Linked DNA regions of Mus musculus: region 2 is linked to region 1. Evidence: chromatin contacts called from public Hi-C data. All regions are on one chromosome and are shown on one strand. Each heading gives the region's core, a stretch centred on a gene start, on an enhancer-like site or on the middle of the called end of the contact. The rest is flanking DNA. Distances are from core to core; before and after follow the strand shown. Region 1 overlaps Egfr (epidermal growth factor receptor). Region 2 overlaps Egfr (epidermal growth factor receptor).

Region 1 (4,904 bases), core at 190-2,689:
AAGAGCACATCTCTGAGGGGAAATGAAGTAATGTGCAAGCCCACCCTCTTTTTCTCAACATCTCTCCCAGATTCAGGACACACAATTCTTTTCCATTTCTCCTCACTCCAGCATTCACACTCTGGCCATTTGTCACCTCGGCAGAATCCACATGGGCACATCTGTACCGAGGCACATCAGCCCACCTACTGTCTCTAATGCAGGCTGGGACAGGGCACTACCTCTACAGCCCCTGAGACTGCTGACCTGCTCCCTCCTAGACTCCGCCTCTTCCTTCCCTCTCTGGATGTTCCATCCAAACCCCCATGTGGGCTTCTTTTCTTCACCTAGCCTCAACACAGGACTCCTTCACCCTTTACTTTGAATTTAGCCTGTGACTATTTCAACCCACATAGCTTTTCAGAAAGCTAAGTTTGATTCTCTTTATCCTTCTGAAACCACCTAAATCCTCTCTGTTATCCAGAAGAACAAGAAGAGCTGGTGAATGGTTGGGAGTCCGGTGCTCTGCTCTAACCCACTCTAGTCGATAGAGAAGCCCAGGCTAGCATGAACAGGCCAATAAAGAAACACAGGTCAGGAGGTTCTTTGTGCATGCCGCTGATCCACTGCTCTAGAGCAGGGCAAGTGATGTCACAGGGACCTTGTATTGCCTATTCAATTCCATCTCAATGACACTCCCTGCCCTTCTTAGGACAGCCAAAATCTATGGCTCTGTAGCAGTACCCAAGCTCTAATCAAGACTGATCCATGCTAGACTGGCATGGGCATTACTTCATTCATTCATTCATTAGCTGTAGGGAGCATGTGGTCTCCAAACTACTCCAAACTTTTGTAGGCAAGTAAAGACACATCACAGTTTATAAAACTTATTTCCCCAGGCTGTCCAGAGCAGAAGGAGGAAGAGAGAGGTGTATAAACTTTTATGTGCTAAGGTATTTTAGCTAACTTGGTATAACTGGTGTGTATTTCTTATCATTTAAGAAAGAAAGTAGAAAAGGTTTCCCCTTTCTGGAGACAGTGTCAAGTCTAAAATGATAATGTAAAAGGAACTTTCTGGTGCAGGTAAGTGCTTCAGGGATGGTATTGTGGGCAAGTGTTACTGGAAGCCTGATGGGCAGAGCTCTGTCACCTAACACTGGAGGAACACTCATCCTCACTGCCACCACCTATTTCTTCTTTCCTTCCTTCCTGAATGCCCATATGCAAATGTAAACATGTAAGATCCTATCAAGAACAGGAGCAAGATAAGTGTTGCATGGTTTCCAGAGTGTCAGGAGTAAAGCCTGCTTCTGACTCACACTTATTATTTTCAAATGTTCTTCACAGCCATGTACTTTGCCCCAGCAGCCCTGGCCGCCTCCTCCCCCTTCTACACCCACAGTGTCACTGGGTCACTTGAGATAGTGCTTAGCTGGAGAAACATTACAACTGTGCCAAGCTTTTCTAGCTAAACAAGACTGAGCCTGATGCGTCAGAGCCTGCTCTCCAATAGCAGCTCAGGACGCAGCCTCCAGCTCTTCGCAGCTGCCTTAGGGCGAAAGACAACGCAACTCTGCCACTCACCAGCCAAGTCTCCAGAGCATCTCTTCTAGAAGCTAACTCTAGAGGAAGACTTCATGCAGCCTAGAGCAGCTCCTGGGCTTCCCTAGAATGCTGTTTTCCAAATTCTCTAGTAGGTTCAGATCTGTTAGCCTAAATAGCTGCCCTGCTGCGAGTGCTTCTGAGTTGTTCCATGTGAAAGTAAACTGGTGTTATTTAATCACATCATAGTCTTGTAGGGAGAATTAGAGGGGAATGTGTGAACCAGGTTGCCCAGCACAGGCACACAGCCCTTATACATCCCTGTAAGGACACAACACAGGCAGCAGTGAATACATGCAGGCTTCCTGTGGGACACCAAGGAAAGGGCAAGTTTTCACTTTCATGTGTAAATGTCATGACTAAGCTAAGGCCCAGTCAGTAAGGAAAGCATCATAGTTACACCTGTGTTCTCTAGGTATCTTCAAGAAAACAATCCCACAGCCATAAATATTTTTTTTCCTCAGAAACCTTACTTAATGACTGTCAAGGAATGCTGTGTTCCAGAGGCCAGATTCTTGGCCCATTCACAGCACCATATAAGTAGCCTATAGCTGGCAAAGAACACTAGTCACTCAAACTGTCACATTTGCCAAGATGTCCTAGAGGTGAAGGAAGGGCTGAGTTGTATGTGCACTGCAGACCCTCAATCATCTTGCCAAAGCATCAAATGATTCTTCAGGTCACACATTATTGTGTATGTCCTCAGTAAGGGCACACATATATTGGCAGTAATGTGCAGTGTTATCTAACTTTTATTTAGCTGTTATTGGTTCTCTCTCTGCAGTGACTTCCATTTTCTAATTTCAAAGCACATGCTGATTCATGTCCTCTGCTGTTTGCCATTTCCCACTTCCCATTGTCTATTCTTCATGTTTATTGACATCCTACAATAGAATGGCCAGTGACAGGGACCAGGCATACCTATGAAGGTGCAAACCTTATATGAAGTTCCTCAGAGCTCTGACATAACATAATCTGACATACTCAAGTGGGTCAGTACAATGTGTGTACAAATAATTCTTTGAGAATGGAGAGCTGTCTACTCCACTAATGGCATTCAAACAGGCAGAAGTCTTTTGCTGGAGGCTTCTGTGTGAAGCAATCATGCTTTAATTGGGGTTTATTACAAGGAGCATTGGAAGATTCATACAGGGCTCTAATATTAATGAATTAAATGATGTTTATATCATGGATCAAACATACCTACATTCCTCCTGAAGCTTAGGAATATATTGTTTTGAACTTGACTACACTGGGCCACTTGAAAGCCCAAGTTGCTGTCATGAGAATTCTTAGGAGGCAGAACACAATTGAAGCAATGAGAGCAGGCCAGCTCACTCATCTCTAATAGATGAAGAATGTGTGTGTGTGTGCTTGCATATGAAAATGGGTATACCCAGCAACAAAAATCCAAAAGAAAAATCTTTCTCTTAACATTAGTTGTGTAATCTGGGTCACACACTGTCCTAAAAACATGTTTTTTTTTTTTAATCTTTAATCCTTTTTTATAGTCCAGTCTTCATCCCCCTCCTGTTGTGCTCCCCGAACATGCCCCATCACATACACCCCCCATTGTCCTAATAACTTAAACCAAGGTGCATAGCATAATGTTTATTACAATTTTGTCTGCCAAGGAAATTAGCTTTTGCTGGTAGCATGGAGCCTTCATATTAAAATCTTTATATGTTGTGACTCATTAAAGGAACCTGCAAGGCTTTCTTGAGTTTTAAGTATATTTGTTGATATTTGTTACCATTTCTATTGGTCTGTTCAGTTATGGTGAGGATTTTATTTCAGTCCAAAATTTTGGCAAGGTAAGTTGTATGGAATGTTCATTAAGCTCCCGGATAGGACGGGTTGTAATGCTTTTAAAGCTGTTAGAACAAAGCTAACCAAATTTTCAAAATAAACCACAGTAGCACCTCAAATGAGATGTTTCCATATCAAATGTGCCATTCATAACTAATTGCTAATGGACACTGGCTAGGCTGTAAAAAAAAATGGACAAGAACAATTAATTGAGTTAAATAAGCTTGGATATTTCCAGTTGAATGGAAATGCCCAGTGAGTCTGCTTGCTTATTTTGTAAAGAACTGTTATGTAGTTATAGATTGCATTCTCACCAACTGAAAGCCAGCCCATCTCATTTAGTGCTCTTTTTAGCTCAGCAAATTCTGATTTGGAGACTTCATGCACATGGGTTATTGTAGAATCCTATTTGCAGACCAACTGAAAGAAGAAAAAAATAAAGAGTTCCAATCCCAGAGAACATGGTGTAGCTCAGAGCTTGCCAGAGACAGCAGCTGTGATCTCCTGAGAGGCTGCCTGGGCTCTTTTCTCACCACTGTGATGGGATCTGCCTCCTAAGCAAACTTGTGACCAGGATGCAGGCTTCAGGTAGCCCAATGTCATGAAGTCTGAAGGATGTATTCTTAAGATTCAGGAAGAACACAGCCATGTATAACTAATGACATAAATAGGACTTAATCTGGGGGTGGGGGTGGGAATCAGATTAGTAAATTCATCCTAAATATATTGCTTGCTATTGTTTCTAAGTATATTCCACAGTGGATATATTCTGAAGTTAAATATAAACTGTGCTACAGAAGAACTTGTGTCTCAGTGGTGACATTTACAAGACAATTGATAAAAGGGAAGCTTCCGTAAAGGGAAGGTTCAGAGCAAAAGGTAATGATTGCAGGGGCTAAGAGGCGGGGTCCTTTGCATGATGTAGGAACAGGGCAAGAAGTACAACCACTACTGTCCGGGTTAGCAGAGACAGTGTGCTGACCTGAGACTATGATGTAAACATTTGATTGCTCATTTATTGTTTGTACTTGTGTTTTGGGGAGAGGTAGTTCGCACAGGTGGAGGTCAGAGGACAACTTGTGGGAAGCCACTATTTCTACCATGTGTGTCCTGAGGTTTGAACTTGGCTCAGAAGAAAAAGGTGCTTGCCACCTACTCTGGTGAACTATCTCTCCAGGCCCCTGTGGTGTTTCTTAAGAGTGTGTTTCTTTTAGCTCTTGCTTCTGCACTGGTTAGTCTTTGGGGAAGAATGCAGAGTGGATCATGTGATCTGTTCCTCCAAGGGTGGCCTTTTTGTGCTACCAACACACCTGTGCCTTCTGTTCAAGTACCTATACCTGCTCTTTAAAAATTTGAAGCACTTGACAAAGTGTGTTTAGTGACACTGAAAGTCTCTTGAAGTTCCCTTTTTGATTTTCCACTATTATGATGGTTATAGCCAACAGTTTCCAGAACAGAGCTCTAAAATAACATGGCTTTAATTTTGAATTAATTTCTGAACGAAAATACATTTT
Region 2 (5,183 bases), core at 1,002-3,501, 66 kb before region 1:
TGATACAGCCTAGGGTTTGTGGTTAAAAAAAAGGTAATAATGAAATCTACACATGATATTGGAAAGTATGCTGTAACTATTTTTAAACTCAGTTTTTACTGGGTTTCTTTCATAAAGAACACTATAAGAATATATTTTATAATTTATGGACAAACTGCAGAAATCTTAGCAAGAAGATTCCATGTAGAGAGCTGTTGGATCTTTCTAAGAACTCCATTTGTAGTTTTATCCCCGGGCTGCCCATTTGAATCAGACCAGACTACCCAGGTGAAAAAAAAAAAAGATGCCTGGAGCTAGGTTTAGTTTATAGAATTTAAGAATCTTCTGTTCCAGAATGATAGAATACTCTAGACTCTACCTTTAGGTGGACTTCCTTTTCTGGAGCCTAATGGAGTTTGCTTGGGTTGGCAAGGACCCCAGGAATCACATTCACTAACCCCTGACAGCTGCAAAGTTAACACTAGAGCTTTCACCAGAGGTAGAGGGTCTGAGGGGAGACACTGTGGGATGGGGTAGGATTAGGAGGGGAGCAGCCCAAGAGGCATGAAAATATGGTGTGCACATGCCATACTGCCCAAAGGTCTGGGTAACTGGGATGGTTCTCAGGGGGTCTTACAGAAGAAGAGCTCCCTTCATTTCTCATAATGTTGCTACTGTTGTCCATGACAACACTTAATTAAAATGTGCACCACATGAAGGCTGCTGTCACAGTCAGATGTCGAGCACGTGCACAGCTCTGCAGCACAACTCCCCAGTAGCCAGAGTCTTACCAGACAGTCACTCTCTCGGGGCCCTGTACACCCCGCAGCACATTGGTTGTGGCAGCAGTCACTGGGGGACCTGCCACGACAGCGATGGGAACATTGCTGGGCACAGATGATTTTGGTCACTGAAAAAGAAAGATTACCAGTGAGCTGTGTTTAAGTGGCAGCTCATCTTCTAGAGACACCAAGGAATGCTTGCACCCAGTAGAAAGAAATAAAGGAGGAACCATGGGTTTTGTGACAGGGAGCAGCTTCTAGGCTTTCACAGTCAGCCAAACAATATAATCACAACTTTCCCCTTGGTACATTTTTATCATTTATCTCAAATCACTTGGGAGAAATAATCGAAACAAGTCTGATCAGATCTTTTGAATAAGTAGATATTATCTAGGGAATTTCTGGCAATACAGAAGGCACATAGCAAGAAGAGCTCCTGGCAGGAGGCAGTGTTTAAAGGAACGAGATAGTTAGGTCACAAAGGCAATGAACTACAGTCAATTTTGAAGCTGACACACGCCCAGGTTCTTTGAGTGAAGCAGTAACCATGCTGAAGTAAATTAAACTTTGTTTTTTAAGTTAGTAGGATTCACACATGAACTCTGTGGAGCAACACCGTCAAACTTCTATATTAGTTGGCTCTGGAAAACGGGGAGGATTGGATCAGGGGACAAGGCATCCTGTGTGTCACCATGGACACTTGGGTGGTTGGCTTTCTTGCATTTAATGACAGGTTAAATTATCCCACGTAGTAAGCCTTAGATAGTTGTGCACTGTGATGTTTCCAAGACTGATGCTCATGAAGTGGTTAACTCTGAGTCTTTTGCCAAGCTCCTGTACTTGTTCAGTCACAAAGCGGAGGAGTGGAGGACCACATACTGTGTGGACTCCCTCACCAGGGCATGTTTCTCAGGCCCTGATGCTGCACTGACTTACATTTCTGGCAGTTCTCCTCTCCTCCTCCCCAGCAGCTTCCATTGGGACAGCTTGGATCACATTTGGGGCCTGAAATAAAAATCAAGTAGTTAAATGTGCATTTCAATAAAAGTAACAAATAACACGCAACTGACAACTCTCTCAAGGTCCTAAAGAATGTCCTAGAAATGAGGAACAGCTTGGAAACTTTGTATTCATAGTTGGGTTGGATGCTTTGTAAGCTAAATTAAAGGACTCCTGCACAAAAGAAAAAATGGTGAGCCTTGGGCTGCTTTTGCTTGTACTTCAGCTGTGGAAGCTGAGACAGAGGTTACTTACTGACTTGTCACAGCCACACAAATGACAAAGCTAATGAATTTAGGGTTTCGGAGGTGCCACCTGATTAGGCTTCTCTCTAACCAGATCCGCTCAATGTACACTTATGCACCTTGCTACATTCAGTCTTGACTGACTGTGTGGGGCAATCATCACTAGATATTTAGGATGTTATGTTGAGTCTGGTAAATGAACACTCCTTTCCTCCAAGCCATGAAGTGGTGCAGAACATGACACAGGAAGCGAACATTCTAATTCTGTGAGTCACTTGGCTAATCACCTAAAACCTTAGTTAATAGCTGGCATACTACTGTCTGGAAATCTTTGTAATTGCTAAATATTTGTATTTTTATAGTTGGTCAATATCAAGTTGCAGCTGCAAAGGGTTTCTATTCAGCCATTAATCATCCTGAGAACTGACGATCAACATGTTGACCAGCACAGATGTTGAGAATTTCTTTCTGGGAAGCACATTTACTTTTCTCGCCTTCACTTTTTTGTGGTGCTGCTTACTTACCACCTCCATTAGGCTTGTAGAGACCACTCTGCTTAGTTCTGTAGCCCTCTTCGGGCAATCTTATCTCACAGAACAATTTTATTTCACATGGAAGCTTATTTGACGGTGTCAGAACTCTCTTTGCAACTTGATACTTGATACTATAAATATTTATCCTCATGTTTCCTTCTAGAACTACACCTATATTTTGTATAAATATAACATATTTATTTATATATACTTACATATACTTAATACATATTTGGAACTTATATTGATGCATGGAGTAGCTGATGATTTTATGTTTTTTTTCTTTCTCATAAATTCACTCTTATAACCTCAATTTGTAAACTTTATCAATGATAAAATATGTTGGCCACAGTGGGCTGCTCTTCTGAATCTCAGATGCCTCACATGTATAGCATTTAAAGCCACCTCATAATACTGATTTTGTTGTTAAAGATGAAGTGCAAACTTCTCAAAAGGAACGCGCATCTGCAGCTATTCAATGAGGAGAGTAGAAGGAAGAGATCCAGGGGATAGAGATTCCCTATCTTCTAATATATATAACTCTCATTTTCTAGTTGTTTTTAAAAATCTGTTATAGCTCTAATACTTGGGCTATTTGTCCCTTAATCATTGGCACTGCAGAACAATTTACTGAATCAACTCTTACTTGAAATGTCACTTATTTATGCAATTTTGGTTCACTTAGGCTTATTCTCATGATGAGTGCTATAGTTTGAATACGTAACGACTCCTAGAGGTTCACGCTTTATGGCACAGAGAGGTGATGGGGACTTTAAGAGATAGGACTAATGACTACCTGGCAAGATGTGTGCGAACGTTATGAGGAGAAACTAACCATTCTTTAGCTTGACTTAAGACCTACTCCACAGATGGACACTGTGCCTGGTACTGCAAATTTGGCCAGGATCCCATGGCTCAAGAGCTCCTGAGCTCTCGGGAAGAACTGACTACTATTATTTTGCTACACAGACACATCATCAAGCTGCCCTCCAAATACTTATCTCTACAGTCATTAGTGCTCAGTCCTCATCAGAGAGGCTTCTTTGTGTGTTAGATAACGATTACTACAGAGACTCTCAAGTGCCAAAGTGCAGAGAGTAAGTGCCTATGGAATAGTCAGCCATAAATAGAATATCTGCCACACAGCCCACACTCCTAAGGCTCTAAGAACATCACAGAAAAGAGGGTGGGAAGATGATAAGAACCAGAGCCCAGGGAAGACTGCTGCGAGACAACATCTGGACACAGCACATCTGTTCTTCTCAGGAACTCTCAGCAGCTGTGGCTGCCTGCCTAAGCCCTGCATATGACCAAGCCTGTCAACATTCCAGCATGGGTGGGGGAAGGGATCATGAGAACTCATCCCTGACTGCTGGAAGAGGGTGTGGCCCCTGGTTGGTTAAGGATGCTCCAGTGGATGTCCTACATCCATGCACATATGTGCAGCACTGATTGTATTCAGTGGATTATTTTAACAAGATATAAAATTGGGATGAGGGCATGGGGAACAGAGGAATTGGAAAAAAAAAAGGGGATTGAATATGATCACAATTACTTATATACATGTGTGCAATTCTCAAATAATAAATAAAATGCTATATTAGGGGAAAAAAGGGTGGCAGTACTGGAATCTCAGCCACTGAAGGCAGGGTCTTTGAAGGAGCAAGCCAATCCTGATCTCTCCTCCTTTCTCTTGTGATTATGGCACCATCATGACACATGGGCTCACCATAGGCTCCAGAACACTATGGCCAACTGACTGTGGAGGAAAGCTGCAAAGCAGCGAGCCCAAGTAAACCTTGCCTGTAAACTAAGGCATTTTTATTCTAGTAACAGAGAGCTAAATATTATTAAATTAATACCTTTTCAGGTCAGAGATCAAATGTTAAAACATTTGAATCTTGTATACTGTTTTTCAACATTCCTTTGTGGGTTTTTCATATATCAATGAGTATAAATTTGCCATTGTAAGGTACTTGATTTTAACTGTGGCAAATTCAGCTCCATAACTCTCCATGTAATATTTTAAATATGTATGACTTAGTTCACCTATTGAACATCAAAAATCTTAAGAACTGCTAACCTTGATTTCATAGGTAATAACAAAAATCCATTGTAAAATACTGTTCAGTTTCTTACATGCTCAATGTCACAGTGTGTAGCTGGTAGGATATATATTTACAAAACAAAAAACTTAATACCCACACTCACAGTAATATTATTCAGAGAGTCAACCCAAGTGCCTATAAAGAGATAAACAAATGGTAGTACAGCCAATAACAAAATATTTTAAGCCTTGAAAAAAAAATTCCTAGCATAAACTACAATACGAATAAATTTTGGGGTCATTTAATCAAATGAAGTAAACCAGACACTAAACCACAAAAAAAGCATACGATTCCACTCTCATGAGGTACCTACAGTAGTCAAATTCATAGGTACATAAAGGAGGTTTGGATTGCCTGGGAGAAAAAGAAAATAGGTCATTACTGTTTAATGAGCTCAGAGTTTCAGATTTGTAAAATTTGAAGATGGTTGGTGGTTATAGCTGCAAAACAGTGTAGACACATAATGCTCCTAGACTGTCACATAAAAAGACCATGGTGTCAGATTTTTCTACATTTTTCAATGCATTAATAAAAATA

What was found. Hi-C and Micro-C count contacts between places; a contact is called where the count stands out from the background.
Region 2: a Hi-C map of uterus shows a contact between it and region 1, with 3 times the contacts expected there. The contact joins two enhancer-like sites. A contact is called at or near these places in 6 of 484 Hi-C or Micro-C datasets (3T3-L1-derived adipocytes, the N1E-115 cell line, embryonic fibroblasts and 3 more) and 4 of 115 datasets of contacts at active chromatin or transcription factors (Th17 cells, embryonic stem cells, heart atrium and 1 more).

What each region holds. Positions count from the first base shown.
Region 1 is chr11:16,797,241-16,802,144 of GRCm38.p6, reverse strand. All of the region lies in intron 1 of Egfr (epidermal growth factor receptor), which reads right to left. Among named protein-coding and RNA genes, the nearest start is that of Gm39584, 6.2 kb to the right of the region's middle. Within about 2 kb of position 1,439, at least 84 of the 459 cell types and tissues checked have an H3K27ac peak or open chromatin away from gene starts, as enhancers often do. A contact at or near this core is called in pancreatic cancer cells and uterus, where this site is marked.
Region 2 is chr11:16,863,814-16,868,996 of GRCm38.p6, reverse strand. It overlaps Egfr (epidermal growth factor receptor), which reads right to left. Exons shown (of 28, transcript NM_207655.2): 5 at 1,698-1,766; 6 at 771-889. Among named protein-coding and RNA genes, the nearest start is that of Egfros, 36 kb to the right of the region's middle. Within about 2 kb of position 2,251, at least 15 of the 459 cell types and tissues checked have an H3K27ac peak or open chromatin away from gene starts, as enhancers often do. A contact at or near this core is called in pancreatic cancer cells and uterus, where this site is marked.